2 separate regions of the Drosophila melanogaster genome follow, and region 1 is linked to region 2. Evidence: chromatin contacts called from public Hi-C data. All regions are on one chromosome and are shown on one strand. The core of a region is the stretch at or near the end of the contact, and the rest is flanking DNA. Distances in the headings are between cores, read along the strand shown.

Region 1 (4,799 bases), core at 1,375-3,874, 89 kb after region 2:
GCGTGCTGGTGCAAAGTTTTCCCAGCTCGTTGGGAGATGGAAATTAACGCAGGGACACCGGAACAGCTGAGCCAAAACTGAGGCCGGACCTGTCTGGGCCCAGTCTGTTTGGGTTTTCCTGGGGCTTTTGGGTCAACCGCCTCCTGGCTTAAATTTGGTTGGCGGGGGAGGGAGCATAGAGTCTGCCACTCGACGCGACGGCTGCCGACTAATCTGTTAATTTATGTTGAAAAGTTCAAGAAAGTTTCGAAGCGCTTAGCAAACAAATTGTAATAAATTATTAAGAATATTTGCACACAAAACGGGCGGGCGGGTGACACCACGATGGCTTCACAGCTTTTGTGCATTTCATTAATTTATGTTTCGTTGCCTGCCAAAAACTTCTCGCCACTTGTGTGGATAATTTGATTTCACCGTAGAGCAACTTTACACTGTCGCCAGGAGGCGAGATTCACACGCAAAGATAAACACGAGCCCGTGTCCTTTGTCCCCTGTTTCCGGAATACCGTGTACCGTAGCGTATATTCTGCATTACCCGATCCCTTATTCCTTAACCCTGATCCCGTCGAGGGTCGAAAGTGGCCAGCGAAAAGTTAAAATGTTCTTATGCATAAGTGATGCGCCGGGCGCCTCGTCCTTTTTCGCCTTTCGCCTGGCGACAAAGTCCTCACGAAGTGCCCGCATTGCAGTTGTTTCCGCTTTGCTCCGTTTCACTTCGCTGCGACATGAAAACTTAATGTCGTAATTAACTGTTTGCGTTTGCGCTTTAAGAGTGCTCATCGCGTATACGTCCCGTGTGCGTCACTGCTTTGACCGCGTATGCGCCCCCTAAGCCGAGATTTAAACGCATCGCGTGACCCACTTGCAGCCTGCAACTTTCAATGTCGACGTGTCACTTTATCAGGCAGCAGCTGGCAAATGGTGTGACACGAATTTCCGGCCAGGAAGCAAAACAAAGCAAATAGAGCAAAACAAGGGAAAATGGCTGACTGGCATTTCGAAGCGGGAAATGGCTGTAAAAACATCATAGCTCAAACTTCCACCCATACGAATTAACTTTGATGACTTGGCGGAAAAGACCGGCAAAGCAAAAATCAGTTAGCAGTGAGCAGTTACCTGGCGCGATTCCATTTCCGCCGCTTAACGATATTAAATCGCTGAAATGGGAATTTCGGCCAAGAGCCAAGCTCCTAGGATATCCAACTAGATTACCTTGGACTCCGGAACCGGCAGTTCCCCAAATTCGACTGCCTGTTAAATAAGATTGTCAACTGCAATTAGCGCGCTTAATGCATCTTTCGGATGCGAATTGACAGACAGACAGAGAGCGTGTCATTCTCGGCTTTCAATCTGCCAGATGTTTAACCACTTGCCTGCGCCATCCTGCCATTTCAACCTGTTTACAGCACGCATCCTAGAGGACTCCTCCGAGCAGTGTGGCAAGGACACGACTGTGGCACTCAGACATGCATTCGCTGCTCGCCACTGCCAGCAGAGGCCCCTCCAAGTTGCACATTTAAAGACTGCGGCGACTCGAGTCCCCTTCTCTGTCGGCTGATGGCCCTTCAACTAACGCACCTGCTCCACAGCCAACCACACTAACCACACTTGGCTAAATGGGCCATAGAAAGTGGTAGCGAGCTGTTTTGCTTCGCTGCAAATTAAATAAACCCCGTAGATTATAAACTTATGCCCAAAGTGGGGCCTGAAATGAAGACTTCCGTCACAAATGCCTGAACATTTTTTCAGTTATTTTCTACTTTTATGCATGAGTAGCTCTAAAGTCTACTTTAGAAGCAGGCACAATAAATTTATAATACGATTTATAATGTTAAGGATTCAATATTGTTGCCAAAAAATGTGAATCACTGTTAACTGCATGACGACCTGGATTAAGAAGGTAACAATTTGCAATAACGAAGCTTTTCTGTTTCAATTTTTGAAAGGATTTAAAGTGCAACATTTCGCAATAATTAATAGTAATATTAAATTAAGATAAGCACAACATTATAATGGGTTTTATTCAGCGTCAGGCAGGGGTTTGTAACAACTATTAGAGACTATTTAACCTAATCCAAATGGATCCGGCCATCACTTGGCCTGGCAGCACTTGGCTCCCGTCTTGGCGGCGCATTGGCATTGGCTGTTTCCGGCGCAGTTACCTCCGCACTTTCCGGCTGAGCACTGGCAGTCTAGTAGAGGTGGAGAGTTCATTCTATTAGTATTACTTTATAAAATATAAGTTTTCCCACTTGGGGTGACTGGTACTCACTGTTTCCACATCCCTTGCAAGGCATCTTGTTGATTTGTTTTTTGTTTATTTACTGCGGTAATTCCGAGTCTTAGAAGCTTGTTGAACTTGCTGATGCCTTCTGGTTGGGAAATCCTCCTCTTTATACCCGATCCAGTCCAATCGAAACTGTGGGCCGTTCTGCCCGATAAGATAAGAAAGCCGTGTGCAAGTCGATCGGCGTGCGCAAAAGCATTTTTCTGCCCGGCGATGATAAAGCGATTTGCACACGCCCTGATAACAGGAATTGATTTTTTTGGTGCGCAAAGCAGTGAAAGCTCTATAAGAATGCTGGACCGCCAGTCGACAGTCATCAAACAGTGCTAGCTAACGGCTAAGTGAATCAAGTTTATTTTAATATAATCAACAACAAAATATTTTAACACAAAATGGGTTGCAAGGCTTGTGGAACAAGTGAGTGTACTAGTAATCATACTAGTTAAACAAGTGCGGTTGCTAACTTCCCTACTTAATCCTCAGACTGCCAGTGCTCCGCCACCAAGTGCGGTGACAACTGCGCCTGCAGCCAGCAGTGCCAGTGCTCCTGCTAGAACGGACCCAAGGACAAGTGCTGCTCCACCAAAAACTAGATACAGGACCCATCTCGAGCTCATCTGTGTGATGAAAGACCCTTTGGCATGACAACGAAATAAAATACACAATCAATTGAAACTAATGTTTAAAATCAAATCTTTATTGGCCATTTTGACAAGAATAGTTCTTTAGTTATTTCCCACATTAGCTTTAGAAATTGCACACCCAATTAGCGTTCGAAATTACATTTAAAACACTTACACAATGTACACATTTAGTTCAAGTACACCGTGAGAACAGGACAATCAAATAATAGTATCCAAATATCAACATTGTTTTTGGCGAGCTTCTCTCGTGTGTATTTGTGTGTTTTGTGCTGTTTGTTTATAGTTTTTGGGGAATGTGTGTGTGTGCAATAGCTTTCACAATTAAACATTAAAACATTACGTACACAGTATTACATTTGATTTCGCAAATTGTGAGTACACAAAAGGAAATCCGCTCCCGTTCGCATTTAAGTGTTTCAAGTTTATTGAATTGTATATTTATTTGGGGTGTACTTAAGTCTTATAAAATTCTTAAGGTTCACGTACAAAGCTAAGTGTAGTATTGTGTTATTGTTGTTGTTTACATACATAAATGATTATGTTTACGATCTCTCAAACAAACGTAATATGGTCCTCGTGTCTCTAATAGCTGACTAAAAAGGCAATCGCATGTGGCGCATTTGAAATGCATTGCAAACTCTGCCCTGATGACTCAAACAAACAAGTTTCAAAAAAATATACATTGATTAGTTCAAATTTTTGCGCATTTTCAGCATTGGAAGCCAATAAAGGATGGGGTTACATAAAGCAATTCAATCTTACTTAGATTATAACTAAAATTAAAGCAATCAATCCCTGCGTTGCTGCTCTCGTTGATTGTTTTTCCACTTTCGTTTAACATAGGCTTAGCACGCGAATTAAATTGTATATCAAAGTTTTAAAATTAGGCCATAAAATTAAAATCAAAATCAAAAATTTAGATTCAACAAATAGTTACTCACTAACTAAACCGATTATTTTGTCAGTATCATCTAAACGTAATGCTTTGTCACAGACGAACACGTCATAGTGCACAAATTGAAATCATATGTATACATATATAAAAGATATATATAAAAATATAAAACAACGTGCGGACACATTCCAAAGGTTTATACAACACAGAAATTCTAAATTTTGCATAAGTCAGACACAATCATAATCACGATATATTATATAGACAATGTTCTGGCTGTGAGCTGAAGGTGTTTGTGTTGAGGTGCTCAATTTGCATGCATTGATCGGCTAGATCTTATTGATGTTGATGTTGTTCTTGTGTTTTGGCGTTTCACAAAAAGCTGCAAGGAAAAAGGTAAGAGTTCAATATAAAATGTATAAACGAAAACCTACGAAAATAGTTCTTAATAGTTTTTAGTCGCAAGTAGTAGGTACACGAGTAACATTTAAAATACGCAGCTAAGTTGGTTTTTAAAAATAGTTTCACCATCTGCGGCAAGAAAGCGCTTGTGTACATATATACGTATATAAATATATATAGATATTCTGCATGTAAATTCGTAATTTGTTTCGTTCCCTGTACGAAGTTTCAATTCTTCTAGCTAGTCTTAAAAGAAGTCTCAACTCTTCTAGCTAGTCTTAAAAAGCAAACGGATCCATGACCATTGAAACCAGCTAACTTCCGTGCCGGAATCCATATCCTTTCTCTAGTTTATTTGTGTATAACGTTTGTATATAGCATAAAACGACGAATAACGCTCAAAATACGATTAACAATTAACTGGACAATCGCGAACATTTAGTACGTAGCATAATAAACCTCTTCGTGACAATATATATATTTTTTTGTATCTATTCACTTGCTTATTAACATTTGAATACAACTTGTTTCGTTCTTTTTCGATCTGACCCGAAGGCCTAGCAAAATCTTA
Region 2 (4,820 bases), core at 1,469-3,968:
TTTTGCGGTATGTTTGCCCGAAAATTTGGTCAATAATTTTAAACTCGCCGCCTGGGGTGTTTGGGTGAAGCCCATACCCAAAGAACTCCCACCGCAGCCACGCCCCCTGTCAAGCCGCATCACATCATTCATATTTGGAGCTATTGTTGTTTGTCATTGTCGTGTTGCCATTTAATGTTTGCACTTGCATTGATTTTGTCGTATTCATTGGTGCGTTCACTTGTGTTTGCCTTTAAATTTGTTTAGCAGCGGGAAATCGCAAAAAAAAAAACGCCACAGTTGCAGTCAAAATAATAGAATTACTTATTGTCCCCGTAAAATAACAGAGCGGGTATAATACCAGGCTAATACGCAATAAAGTGAATAACAATAATTAAACTAGATTTCTTGTTTGCAGGTCACTATCCAATTTGCAGAATTATTTACTTATAGAAAATCCTATAAATACCAGGGATATTTATTTACCATAACCGAAACAACAACAAATGGTTTGTATAGAAAATTTTGGTTTAAATTGCGAATGGTCTTAAAAGAATATTAAATAGAGTCGACAATTTTTATTTCAAAAGCCGTTCGTTCGACACCAACTGTAAAAATCGATGGGTTAGTTTTGATTTAAATTAATTCGCGTGACTTATGGATTCAAATTATATTATCAGCGACCTAGCCTAAGCAAACCTAAATCATTCGACAACTGTCATTTCCAGGATAAATGTATATATCCATTTGTACGCATATCGCTGGACTTGCGGGATCGTAAAGCAAACGTCATTTCAACACAATCACACCCCTGACGGTAAGTTAACAATGCGAACTGTGCATAGATATAGACCGTCTTGGCCCAGGTGCTTAGTGTTCGGCAGATTAATTGGGTCAACAAACTGCAGCAGCAGTTTACCTCCAAATCACTTGAGTCGACAGTCTATAATTTAAACATGAGTGCTGGCCACATGCACACACCGACAAGAACTCATTTATGGTGAACGAGAGGCAATTAGTGTTGGACGGCAGTTGGGCACACAGACCGGGCTCTTAAAAATATTAAAAACCAAAACGCCAACAAGCTACGTCTGGCCAAAGTGACCGCATCAAAGCGCACCCCGGTGCGTATGAGCAATATGTGGAGGAGCAGCAGCAACTCGAGCAGCACTTCACCAAATGCCGAATATATAGTTCCTTTTTTGTTTCTCCACTCCGACTGTTCTCCTGGCCCGCATGAATCGCATGATTCGCATGTAGCTGCTGCTTGGTTGTTAGTTTTTTGGTCCTGCTCCTGCCGATTTTGCTCCAGGATCTGCTGCATATGGCAGCAGTAGACACGTGTGTATACCGTATGAACGGGCATGCATACATACGTCTGCCATAAAGTAATTCAGTGTTGTTCCAATAAAGTGCTTCATAAATATTTATTGGATTATCGAACGTATCGGACACACACACACACACACACACACACACGTGCTCTTGTCTGGAGAAGCGAACGCACATTGCTCCATTGCCATAATGAATATGAAGCAATGAACATTGCAATAAGCGCACGTATGAATAAATGAGAGCACAGCGGAGCAGAGCAGCAAAACGAAAAGAAAGAAGCCCGGAGAAGGAGGAGAAAGGAGGAGCGAGAGAGGAGAAAGCAGGAAACAGGAAGAGGAACCCAAGGAGTTTCCCATCTGAATGCGAATGAATGAATGCTTACGGCAAATAAACTAATAGTTCAAGTGCTCTCAATTGCGGGCATTCGTAATTTAATAAACCTCTTCTCCAATCATGGCGATTGTAAGTGGAGCCCATTGATGGATATATAAATACCATAAATTTATTCATCGCCGCTTAATTAACTAACACGCCCGGTCCGCTAATTGCATAATCAATTAACACATTTGATACTTTAATTATACACAACCATCGGCAGCAGGAGCAGCAGAGCAGTAACATTGCCTGTAATTAAAAGCGGATTAAATCCATAATCTCTGAAATTAAAGCCTCGTTAAAGTCACGAAACTGCGCTGCGTTATGAAATTGAAGGCACAGCACAGTGTATATATTATTTATTCCGACATTTACATCAGCAATCGGAATTGGGCAAGCAAACACAGTTCCCAGTCGAAGGATGAAAGGATGCCAGGATGGTAGAATCGAGGGACTCACAAGGACTGAAACTGAATCAGAAACCACCTAGGGCCTTGCAGGTATTTAGGGTGCTTGCATATTTTATGGCCTGTCATTGTTTATATTGTTCAAATCTCTCGCTCCATGTGTGTCAGCCTGGGAATTTCTTACGGCGACTTCATTTGCACATTTTACAGAAACATCGAGGCGTGTAATTCAAGGAGTGAAACCGAATCCGACCTCGACTTCCACAGCTGCACTGGTGCTGGTACAAAAAGTCAACCGAGAGCTGCTGAAAGCGGGTGAAGCGGAGACAGGCTTCGGATTTTGTAATGTATTCATACGAAATGACAACTGGCAAGAGAGCCAGACAAATGGAAAATCTCACTTGCCCCATTCTGGGCTCCGACTGACAGCCGAACAGACGAAGGACGGCCAATACTAATCACACATAAATCAAAAAATGACATAAAGTGTACCAACAGCAGCTGGCTGGGTGATCTGGCTGTCAGGCAGCTGGCACATGGCAAACTGCCGACATGTAACACGGAATCAAAACGAATTGAACTCAACTGAAATCGAAGTGAAATCAAAGGGGGAACGCAGGAAAGTAGGCAACGAAATATTACAATACGTATAGATTGCATGTGGGAGCCAGAGTTAAAGCCAAAGCCGATTGCACTGGCATATGGTAAAATCTCAGGCGGCGAGCAGCAACATGCAGCTCATGTATTATTAATAACAAATTACTGGCAAAGTACATTAAACATGCATTGTCAACTCCCCCGGGCAAACACGACCCTTCGATTATACGCCCAGATCCATTGAACGCGGTGCAGGGAGCGATAAAAAGGCTGAAAAAATACCTGTACTGCCAGCATATCGAGGCCCTAACACAATGCCATTGTAATATCGATTACAAAGCCCTCGAAAAGCAACGCCCAAACCACACATTAGCCTGCTCCGGCACCACTGCGTATGCGTAATAATAAGTATTCATATGTGCGGGAGTGTGTGTTTGTGTGTGTGCGGAGGAGTGCGGTGCCGACCTCGCATAATTGCTGTCATGAAACTCGTTATAATACACCTACGGTGCATGGAGTGAGCTGGCATTTTGTCAGCTTATGAATCCACTCCACTCCACATCACTTAATTTCACTCGATTTTCGACTCCCCCACAAGCATTGATTGATTCCCTTTGGCCGGCCAGTGAGTAATTGTTGTTGATTTAATAATTTATTGCGGTGGCAATTATTTAAACTGGCCATCGACAAGCTATGACATCAGCCCTCTTCGAATAGAAACCGTAAACATTTCGATCGAGGACGAGCGGTGCAAATGGCAAATCCCCTTCTCGGCGACGCATTTGCATAAGCAAATCTGATGCTACATGCAAAGGCACCAAGGTTGGAAGGTTGGCAAATAAAAAGTAGAAAGTTGAAAGTGGAAGCCGGAACCCAGAACCATACACGGCACACACGTGTATGTCAAAGCGAATGAGTTGAAAAGCTGCATTAAACAACACTTAGATGTGGCCAAAAGGACGGCAGGAGCTGATGGGAGTTGGTGGGTGCAGCGGCAGAAATGATTCATGATTCGGGTGCGGACAGCGGGGAACTCAAAGTGAAAGGAGTCCGGAGACGAACAAAGGCCACGGATCGCTGAGCAGGGTGCGGGGGAGTGTTGCAGCAAAGCAAATAATGTTAAAGTTGTTCCACAAGCAGCTGCTGCCATCGCCACTACACACGGCGAAATAATTCACTTTGGAGTTGCGTACCTTCGCGTACTTCTTTTGTTGTTCACAAAATAAATACAATTTATGTAGCTGAAACAAAAAGTATCTAAATAATGGCATGTCCCAGATTGACCACAAAGAATGAAGTCAGAAACCGATATTCTTTGAACTTTTTTTTTTTTTTTGTAAGTTAATTTATTTAACTTAACAAATTTATTAACACTCCACTAAAGTGAAAACTGGCTAGACCTAAGTTATGAGAAAATTTATTTATACATCCAAATGTAAGTTAGGTGGTATCATAATCTCGTAATCTCTTTAAGATTATTTTTTCTGTGTACCTAGAAAAAATTGCGCGCAGGTAACAAGCAAAACAAAGGCACACAAAAGGTAGCTAGAAAAAATACATACATATAACACCGAGAAAAACTGCATAAAATGTCAAGGTAAAACTAACAAACTGGCTTAGGAGCGATTTAACGGAAACGGAAATGCCAGCGAACGTTTAAAGCGCCACCAACTTGCGACAGCTGCATTTAAAAGCCGAGAACTTCTTTTACTTGGCGCGATAAGAAACAGGAGCAGGAGCAAAAGGATATAAATACAAAATACAGAGCCCTTGAATGGGCCGCTTAATTAGAGTGTAAACGGGCGACAGGCGCAAAGTTCAAATCGCTACTCAAAAGTAATTAAAAAGTTGCAAATAAAACGCAAAGAATACGGCCAAATTACGCGATTGCAAAGAAACTTTGAGACAGTTAGGCAACGCTTTAAAAAAAATCAGAACAGAACCCCTTTGCCATTTAAATTGGGAATGGATTACGACGAATGGAGCGGTGGCACTGAACAATTGCAGCAATTTCAACTCCAACTCATTGAACAGCACTTGGGAACTACGCCAACAATTTTACGCTTGGGCCTAACCAGAAATTCCCGGCCAGGACTACCACCGCACTCCGATTCAGTTGAATGCATT

What was found. A called contact is a pair of places that touch in the nucleus more often than the background predicts.
Region 1: a Hi-C map of the Kc167 cell line shows a contact between it and region 2, with 2.0 times the contacts expected there. The contact joins the promoter of MtnD here to the enhancer-like site in region 2. A contact is called at or near these places in 12 of 107 Hi-C or Micro-C datasets (the Clone 8 cell line, the Kc167 cell line, the Ras3 cell line and 5 more).

Annotation. Positions count from the first base shown.
Region 1 is chr3R:20,532,338-20,537,136 of dm6, forward strand. It overlaps MtnD (Metallothionein D), which reads left to right and starts at 2,625. Exons shown (of 2, transcript NM_176518.2): 1 at 2,625-2,704; 2 at 2,771-2,964. The coding sequence starts at 2,680. The coding sequence ends at 2,880. MtnE (Metallothionein E) reads right to left here and starts at 2,367. Exons shown (of 2, transcript NM_001300498.1): 1 at 2,273-2,367; 2 at 1,684-2,192. The coding sequence starts at 2,297. The coding sequence ends at 2,092. It overlaps Stat92E (Signal-transducer and activator of transcription protein at 92E), which reads right to left. Exons shown (of 8, transcript NM_001275828.1): 8 at 2,986-4,208.
Region 2 is chr3R:20,443,538-20,448,357 of dm6, forward strand. The region is part of intron 3 of Gfrl (Glial cell line-derived neurotrophic family receptor-like); the gene reads right to left. Among named protein-coding and RNA genes, the nearest start is that of eIF3g2, 38 kb to the left of the region's middle. Within about 2 kb of position 2,719, at least 2 of the 39 cell types and tissues checked have an H3K27ac peak or open chromatin away from gene starts, as enhancers often do. A contact at or near this core is called in the Kc167 cell line, where this site is marked.